Regions from separate parts of the Mus musculus genome. Here all the other regions are linked to region 1. A link is a contact called in public promoter capture Hi-C data. All regions are on one chromosome and are shown on one strand. The core of a region is the stretch at or near the end of the contact, and the rest is flanking DNA. Distances in the headings are between cores, read along the strand shown. Region 1 holds the start of Scyl1 (SCY1-like 1 (S. cerevisiae)). Region 2 holds the start of Rin1 (Ras and Rab interactor 1). Region 3 holds the start of Men1 (multiple endocrine neoplasia 1).

Region 1 (2,835 bases), core at 236-2,735:
GCCCCAAGGAGTTTGTTTCATTAGCCCCATTTAACAAAGACACCAAAGCTCAGAGAAGGACAGACACCTGCCTCCAACACACAGCTTTCAAATCCAGAAGCACCGAACACCCAAACTCTGTCCCTCTTAGCCAACCACCTCCTCCTGAGATCCTGCTTCCCCTGCCAGGCAGGCAGCAAGGGAAGGGGTTTCCCAGCGGGTCTAGGGGTCGCCAGAGTCCAGGAGCCTCAGTGCGGGCAGATCAAGGTACGGTGACCTCGGGCACCCACCACTTCTCTCTGACTGCTCTGCTACTGCTGTCAGCCAGCTCCGGGGGATCATACTGCTCGAGCTCCGGGATCCCCTTGCTGGGTGGTCCCCCGCCGTTGCCCTGTGCCGAGTACATGTAGTCCAGACCCCCAAGTTTCCACTCGCCAGCCCTGTCCACAAACACAGCGGCCATGCAGACATTATTGTGGATGAGGTTGCAGTCGTTGACCAGGAAGCTGAGGGCTTTCACGATCTGGTGTAACCCCCATGACAGCTCCTGCTCCTTCAGGCCACCTGCTTCTGCTCGTGCCTTGAGGTATGTTCCCAGGGGGGTCACAGCCTCTGTCACGATGTGGAGGCACTTTTCTGTCTGAGTAAGAAAAGGGGTATCAGGGCACGGTGCCAGAAGAGGAAGGGAAGATGAGGGGCGTGACAGGGAAAGAGGCAGTGGAGAAGATACCAAATCTGAAGCTACTGAAGCACTTGGGTACAAAGTGAGGGCCTGAGGAGAGTAAGATGGGTAGATCGGGCGACAGGTACCTCCAACCCATCGATATAGGCCAGGATGTTGGGGTGTCGGAGAGTTTTGAGGCGTTTGAAGGCAGCTTTGGCCACCTGGGTCTGCTCTTCAGCTCCCGGTTTCACATCATACACGAAGATGGACACTGCGCTGCCTGTGGCCTGGTGGAGGACAGACAGAGCAACCTGAGAGGCACGGGCCGGGTGATCTCTCCAACCTGCCTGGGCTACAGCAGCTCCGAGCCCATCTCCAAAACAGAAGGGAAGGGACTCCAGCCAGTCTCGCCCTAGGACAGCCCTGAAGGAGCTAGCCAGGCCCACGTGACCCCCGTCCGGTTTGCTTGTCCGTCCCTCGGTCCTTCCGCCCGCCACGTCGTCACTGCTCGCCCCGCTCCCCAGCCCGTTGCCGGGATTCTCGGTCGCCGCCACGTCAGGCCCGGCGCGACACAGCGAAGCCGGCATACATAGTAGGAAAGGCCGAGGTCGGCCGCGGCCTTCGGAGCAGCGCAGTATCTCACCTTTTTGCGGCCTCGGTGCAGGATCCAGGGCCCGGGCGGCCCGCCTTCGGGGGGCTCAGGGCTCAGCTCGAACGGGAAGTCCCGGACCGGGTCCCGGGCAAAGAACCACATCGTCGCCGCCGCCACGGGCTCGGGAGCCTCCACTCCGGGTCCTCCGGCCGCCCGAGCCGGGGCGGGGCGGGGCGAGGGCGGAGCCAGTCTGGTCTATGGGCGGGGTTTGAGTTGGGGCGGAGCTTTAGGGTGGGGCCTTGCGGGAGTGAGGCTGGACTGAAGGCAGACCTCCCTGGGCAGGGCGGAGCGTGACCGGAAGGGTGAGCCAAGATGGTCATCTGAATGCTCCCAACTTGTGGCCTTGTATAGATAGAAAAATTGAGTGTGATAGAGAGTAGTGAGTGCAACCGTTGTAGAATGAAGAGGGGAGGGGTTCAGGAAGTGAGCGTGACAATAGGGCCTATCTAAACCTGGGGGGGCAGGGGTGGAAAGAGATGGGGAGATAGAAAAGAAAGGCTACTAGTGGCAGGCAGTATGATTGGAAAGTAATAGTAGTGAGGAGAATGGTTATTGCTCTCATTTTTTAAGATATATTTATTTTATGTATATGACTACACTGTAGCTGGCTTCAGACACAACAGAAGAGGGCATCGGATTCCATTACAGATGGTTGTGAGCTGCCATGTGGTTGCTGGGAATTGAACACAGGACCTCTGGAAAAGCAGTCAGTGCTCTTAACCCCTGGTCTCTCCAAACTCCAATGGTTATCTCTTAAGCCAAACGCTCCTTCAACAGGCAATGGGCAGATTTGGGGTTCAGCGAGGAATTTAGTTACTACAATAAAGGTACTTGAGACCTTGAGAGTGGGGTTGAGGTGGAGATAGGCAAGGGGTGACACAAATGTCCTGAGAGGTCTGGGAAACTGTTGTTAGAGAAGTATGTCCAAAGTGGACATGGGTGCTGGCCAGAGTCCTGCAGGAGCTTGAAGCTGGGAATGATGTTTGAGTCACTGAGCTGAGCTGGCAGTTGGAACATGGCAAAGCCAGGAATAAACCTTTTCTTCCAGAATGTCTCTCAGCACCCTCTGTTGGCCCACAACCTCCTATAACTCCAGTTTTAGGAGCGCCAATACCCTGTGATAGTTTGTATATGGTTGGCCCAGTGTACTCCTATTAAGAAAATACCTCTGTGATGGTTTGTATATCCTTGGACCAGGGAGTGGCACAATCTGGAGGTGTGACCTAATGGGTGTGTCATTGTAGGTGTGGGTATAAGATCCTCACCCTAGTTGCTTGGAAGTCAGTCTTCCACTAGCAGCCTTTGGATGAAGACATAGAAATCTCAGCTCCTCCTGCGCCATGCCTGCCTGGATACTACCATGCTCCCACCTTGATGATAATGGACTGAACCTCTGAACCTGTAAGCCAGCCCCAATTAAATGTTGTTTTTTATAAGACTTGTCTTGGTCATGGTGTCTGTTCACAGCAGTAAAACCCTGACTAATACAGAAGTTGGTACCAGAAGTGGGGTATTGCTGTGATAGGCCTGACCATGCTTT
Region 2 (2,835 bases), core at 169-2,668, 720 kb before region 1:
ATCCCACTAGGACCCTGACCCTGCATTTACTCTCGCTCGGAGGGTCCTGGGAGCAGCTGGTACCTCACGCAGGATTAACATTTCTCTGCAAAGGCAGGGGGTTGCCTAGTAGCTCTTCAGTGTTGCTGCTGGCCCCTGACCCTCTGCCACCACTGGCCTGGACTCCTCTGCTCTCCTTGGGATCTGCACAACTGTGGCCCTGAAGCCGACCTGGCCAAGCAAGACTGTGGTCTCCATCCCTGACCAGCCCACTCCCTCCCAAAGAATAACTTCTTCAGCGTCCCCCCACAGAGAGACCAGGCCTCATCCAGAGTCACAGCAGCAGTCCTCCTGACCTTGAACCCTGGCCCTCAGCCACTGAGCCAGGCCCAACTGTAGGAGGAACTCTCAAGCAGACATGTTGGGCCTTGTCCACCCTGACTGCCGCTGGAGAGGACGGCTTCCCAGGCTTTCTCAGGGCTATTCCTGGTGTCTGCCTCTCAGATTCCAAAGACTGGAATAAAATTTAACCTGGGACCTTGGTGTGGCTGATGTGTGGCTGCTGTATCTTAAAAGGGAATCAAGGCTTTGTGGGAGCACCTAAGACAGACTTTGCTGGGGTCCCTGTAGTTTGTGACTTAGAGAAAAGCCTGGGAGAGGAAGTTGGGACCAGAGCAGGAAGCGCCGCATGGCACAGGCAAGCCAGAGAAGCACATGGCCTTGTGTGGTGAAGGGACTTTTGGACATGCCTGGAGGCCAGGTCATGTCTGCACCTGCCCCAGACACTCGGCAGATTGGCAAGGCAGGCTAGCTAGCAGGGCCTGTGTGTGGGAGGCAGCTAGCAGCAGCACCAAGTGCTGTCGACCTCACAGCCACACTCCCCCTCTGGTTAACAGTGAGTGTCAGAACCACCCCCAGAACCTCAGTTAAGCAAAGAGCTTAGTTTCCATGGAGACACAGCATCCTTTCTCCATAGCAACCTGAAATCACAAAACCCAAGTTAGGTTCAGGAATGAGTCATCTGCAACCAGTAGGGGGTGCTCTCCCACAAGGCTGACCTTCCCCCCCCCCCGCCCCCCCTTTGCAAGGCTGGAGCCGATGAGCCAGTGACCACAGACTTCTTAAGGTGACCCAGGGGTGTGGCTTGGGTCTATGGGAACTTGGCTGATCCAGCCTAACCCCTCCCTCCCCCACTGCCTAGTGTGAGGAGGCTGCAGGAGGTGCTGTGTGGGGGTGGTCCTCCCTTAGCCGGGGCCTGATGATGACACTGGCATGGAGGGCTTCTCTGCCATTCAAGACTGTCTAAGAGTAGAAGAAGTGGACACTGGCTACATGGAGTGGACATACAAGAGTTAACTGGCGGGGTGTGACAGGGCGAACCGCCTTCAGGAAGTGTTACTCACCGCCAGGAATGTGCACGCCTGTGCCTTGGGGGTTGGATTGTCTTCCTGAGTCCCAGGAGAAGCCGAAGGAGCTCCCAGCCATGGAAGACCCTGGTGAGACCGGAGCACACCCTCTGGGAGCCACCAACCTGAACTTTGTACCTGGGCACCAACAGAAAGAAAAGTTAGTAAAGTTGGGGGGTCAGCCAGGTGCATCGGGTGAGGGCAGATCTAGGAGGAGCTGGCAAGGACAGGATAGATGGGAAGCCCAGAATGGGAAGACGTGTTCACCCCAGGTCTGGGTGTCTGCCCCCAGGCCATCTACAGACCCACTGTATGACACACCTGATACCAGAGGGGTACAGGCAGGCGGGTCCCAACAGCCAGCACGTACTGTGAGCCTTCGGGAGCGGCTGCTGATCACCCGGCCTGTGTGGTTACAGCTGCGGGCCAACGCTGCAGCCGCGCTGCACGTGCTGAGGACAGAGCCTCCGGGGGTGAGTCTCTCCCTTTCCTCAAGGCCTAGCCCGCCAAGGATGGGAGGGAACCAGCCTGGACATGGAGGACCAGAGCCTCCTAATCTCGTTCACTCACAGACCTTCCTGGTGCGGAAATCTAACACTCGCCAGTGCCAGGCTCTGTGTGTGCGGCTGCCAGAAGCTAGTGGCCCCTCTTTTGTCTCCAGCCACTATATCGAAGAGAGTACTGGCGGTGAGGAGGGTGGCCTGGAGGGCAGGGGCTGGAAGACAGGCAGGGGAGGGAGGTCCCCAGAGAACAGCCTCACTCCCAATGTCTCTCAGGTGTCTCTTTGGAGGGCTCAGAGCTCATGTTCCAGGACCTGGTGCAGCTCATCTGTGGATACTGCCGTACCAGGTGAGCCTGCCTGGGGGGCACCTGCTGAGCCCTGGGCCTGCTTCCCTGGACTGCCTGTCCTCTGCATCTGAACCCCGCTCACTCCTGACTGCTCCTTGCTCTGTCCTTAGGGACATTCTTCTCCTCCCTCTCCGACTCCCCAGAGCCATTCATCAGGCAGCCACCCACAAAGAGCTGGAGGCCATCTCCCATCTGGGCATGGGTAAGGGTACCCTGCAGCCTGTTACACAGATGGACACACAGAGGTCAAATGGGGGAAGGAAGAGCAATCAAGATTTTCCTTTGTGGGCACCCTGCAGAGCCAGCTCTGAGCACCCCCCCCCCCCATTGGTTTCTCATTGCTAGAGTTCTGGAGCTCCTCACTCAACACCAAGGACCAACAGAGGCCTTCGGAAGCCCCACCCATACCCCGGCTGAAGGCTCGCTCCCCTCAAGAGCTGGATCAGGGCACTGGTGCTGCCCTCTGCTTCTTCAACCCCCTCTTCCCCGGGGATCTGGGCCCCACCAAACGAGAGAAATTCAAGAGGAGTTTCAAAGTGCGAGTGTCCACCGAGACCTCCAGCCCTCTGTCTCCACCTGCTGTGCCGCCTCCCCCAGTCCC
Region 3 (2,835 bases), core at 211-2,710, 560 kb after region 1:
GAAAGAAAGAAAGAAAGAAAGAAAGAAAGAAAGGAAGGAAGAAAGGAAGAAAGAAAGAAAGGAAGAGGTTCTGCTTGTATATGTGTGTGGTGTCTTTACACCTGTGTAAGGAGCTGCTCAGATGTGGAAAACAGAAAGATCACATATCCTTCTTTATGACTCTCTCTGTCTTCTTCCCTTTACACAGGCTCTCTCTCTGAACCTGCAGCTAGGTCGTTAGGCAGGAAGTCCCAAGACCCTCCTCCCTTTAACCCCCACACTGACCCCATTCCCCATCCATGCCCTATAATGCTAGGATTCCAAACGTATAAGTGAATTCTGGGTATTTGAACTCAGGTCCTCCTACTGGTACAACAAAAGGCTCTCAGCTGCTACATCATCTCCTCAGCTTCATCTATTGAGGTCTTGGTCTCAGACAAAAAGACTTCGTTTTGGAAACAGGGTCATTACAGACTTCGTGAATTAAGATGAGGTCATGAAGCCTTGTGGGAGGGGTGGTGCCATGTGGACTGGTGGTGAACATCTATAATCCCAGCATGGTGGAGGCTGAGGCAGGAATATTGTGAGTCTGTGGCCAGTCTGAACTAAAAAGCAAGATCCTGTCTAAGGTAAAACTGACCTTGAACTTCCTGATTTTTTTTTTCTTTTCTTTCCTTAATTTTATTTTACCTATGTGTGTGCATAAGGTGCCTGCTTGGAGCCTGCAGAGGACAGCAGAGAACATTGGACCTCCTAAAGTGGGGCTAAAGACCCAGTTGTGAGCAAACATGTACATACTGGGAACGCAGGGTCCTGAGCCAGAGCCGCCAGGGCTCTTAACTCTGAGTCATCTCTGAAGTCCACCCTGAGTTCCTTGCCTCTAATTTCAAGGACTGGTATTGGATCATAGACCAGTCTTGCCTTGAGCTCACCAAAATCCTTCTGCCTCCGCCGTACTGTGTTCAGCCTTGCATTCTTTTTAGGTGTGGATGTTTCGTCTGCCTTTTTATGTGTGTGCACCAAGTCAAGCTTGGTGGAGGTCAGAGAAAAGCATGGGTCCTCTGGAAGTGGAGTTACAGATGGTGAGCCACAATGTGGGTGTGGGGACCTAAACTTGATCCCAGGTCCTTTGCAAAAGCAACAAGTGCTCTGAACAGCTGAACCAGGTCTCCAGCCTCCTTGTAGTGTTTTAGAGCAACAGTTTCCCTCACATCTTAAACTGGCCATAATACACACTGCAGGGGCGCTACTGCGCCTGAGTTTAATCCTAGGACTACAATCTCCCAGAAGTCACGGAGGAACTTCTTCTGGCGTGATCCTAGATGACCAATCGTTGAGGAGCTCAGCTTACCCGCCCTGGAGCAGCAGGACTACTTCTTCCATAAGCCATTGCGGGTTTGGCTGTCATTTTCAGATTTAGAGAGGGCCGGGTGAGCAAGGACTCCCCATTTCCCAGCAGGCAGTGCGGCCATAGGAGGCGCGGGACTTCATTTCCCAGCAGGCTTCAGGCGGCGGGCGCCGCGGTGCCTTGTGTGGGATGTAAGCGCGGAGGTGGGCGCGGGGGACCGAAGCCGGGACTCTCCTTGGGACTTGTGGGAGGCTGGTTTGGGTTTGCCTTCTGGACAGGCTCCAGAGGGCCGGGTAGAGATTGTAGGGACTGGAGGGGCGGCCTTTGAGGGTCCCCAATAGGTCTTTGGGAGCAGCCTCATCGGGGCTGGGGGTCCCGGAATTGTAAGGAACTAGAAGGCCCTATATAGCCTTGGTTGAAGGGTCTCAGAAACCGAGCCGCCGCCCGTGAGCACAGGACGAAGCGGCTGGCGAAGCAGAATTGTGGCGGAGGGTAGAGCCTTAGCCGAGCCTGGGAGGGGGCTCTCTCGCCGAGCCCGACCCTCCCTCCCTCGGCTCGCCCGCAGGCCACCGCCCGCCGCCATGGGGCTGAAGGCCGCCCAGAAGACGCTGTTCCCTCTGCGCTCTATCGACGACGTGGTGCGCCTGTTTGCTGCAGAGCTGGGCCGAGAGGAGCCTGACCTGGTGCTCCTGTCCTTGGTCCTGGGCTTCGTGGAGCATTTCCTGGCTGTCAACCGTGTCATCCCCACCAACGTGCCGGAGCTCACCTTCCAGCCCAGCCCCGCACCCGACCCTCCTGGTGGCCTCACCTACTTCCCGGTGGCCGACCTATCCATCATTGCTGCCCTCTATGCCCGATTCACCGCTCAGATCCGCGGCGCTGTGGACCTCTCCCTCTATCCTCGAGAGGGAGGTGTTTCTAGTCGCGAACTGGTAAAAAAGGTCTCGGATGTCATATGGAACAGCCTCAGCCGCTCCTACTTCAAGGACCGGGCCCACATCCAGTCCCTCTTCAGCTTCATCACAGGTTGGAGTCAGACAGGTGGTCAGGAGAGCAAATGAGTGTTGTCTTACCTCTTCTCATGTCTGAACAATATGGCTTATAGCCCTTTTGAGACTTGTAAACCTTGTGTGGTGGGGCAGGTATTATTTCTCCTTCGCAGTTGTGGAAAGAGAATTCTGAAGAGGGGAATGTCAGAATGACAGGGCTGAGACTGGAACCTGGTCATTTGGTGCCAGCTTTTACTCCCCAGTCTTTCAACAGTCCCAGCCCTGCCATTGAATAGCCAGAGGGATCTGGCAGCCCAACATATGGGGAAAGAAGGTGGTAGCAGACTGGGGAGGTAGGACAAATGGGTGGGTACATTTGAGACAATTAAGATTATACCTTTGAAAATATTTTGAAAGGAAGCACGGGCTTGACTAAGGACAAAGTGCTTCAGCTCTCCGTGCAATGTACTGAGCAAGCATCTGAGGCCTCTTGTGAGCTTTGAGGAAAAAAGTGCAGAG

What was found. Promoter capture Hi-C pulls out the DNA fragments that hold promoters and counts their contacts.
Region 2: a promoter capture Hi-C map of liver shows a contact between it and region 1, with 4 times the contacts expected there. A contact is called at or near these places in 2 of 39 promoter capture datasets (liver and stem cell-derived epiblast-like cells), 1 of 130 datasets of targeted methods (pancreatic cancer cells) and 1 of 9 other capture datasets (pancreatic islet).
Region 3: a contact with region 1 is called in a promoter capture Hi-C map of liver, with 2.3 times the contacts expected there. A contact is called at or near these places in 7 of 39 promoter capture datasets (the HPC-7 cell line, embryonic stem cells, erythroid cells and 4 more), 5 of 484 Hi-C or Micro-C datasets (the G1E-ER4 cell line, cerebellum and embryonic stem cells), 2 of 130 datasets of targeted methods (embryonic stem cells and pancreatic cancer cells) and 1 of 9 other capture datasets (adipose tissue).

Annotation. Positions count from the first base shown.
Region 1 is chr19:5,769,934-5,772,768 of GRCm38.p6, forward strand. Scyl1 (SCY1-like 1 (S. cerevisiae)) reads right to left here and starts at 1,486. Exons shown (of 17, transcript NM_023912.3): 1 at 1,287-1,486; 2 at 790-930; 3 at 270-619. The coding sequence starts at 1,397.
Region 2 is chr19:5,049,397-5,052,231 of GRCm38.p6, forward strand. Rin1 (Ras and Rab interactor 1) reads left to right here and starts at 1,419. Exons shown (of 10, transcript NM_001374051.1): 1 at 1,419-1,545; 2 at 1,678-1,858; 3 at 1,958-2,072; 4 at 2,162-2,234; 5 at 2,345-2,436; 6 at 2,580-2,835. The coding sequence starts at 1,463. It overlaps Brms1 (breast cancer metastasis-suppressor 1), which reads left to right. Exons shown (of 10, transcript NM_134155.3): 10 at 11-516. The coding sequence ends at 18.
Region 3 is chr19:6,333,553-6,336,387 of GRCm38.p6, forward strand. Men1 (multiple endocrine neoplasia 1) reads left to right here and starts at 1,461. Exons shown (of 10, transcript NM_001168489.1): 1 at 1,461-1,530; 2 at 1,893-2,353. The coding sequence starts at 1,909.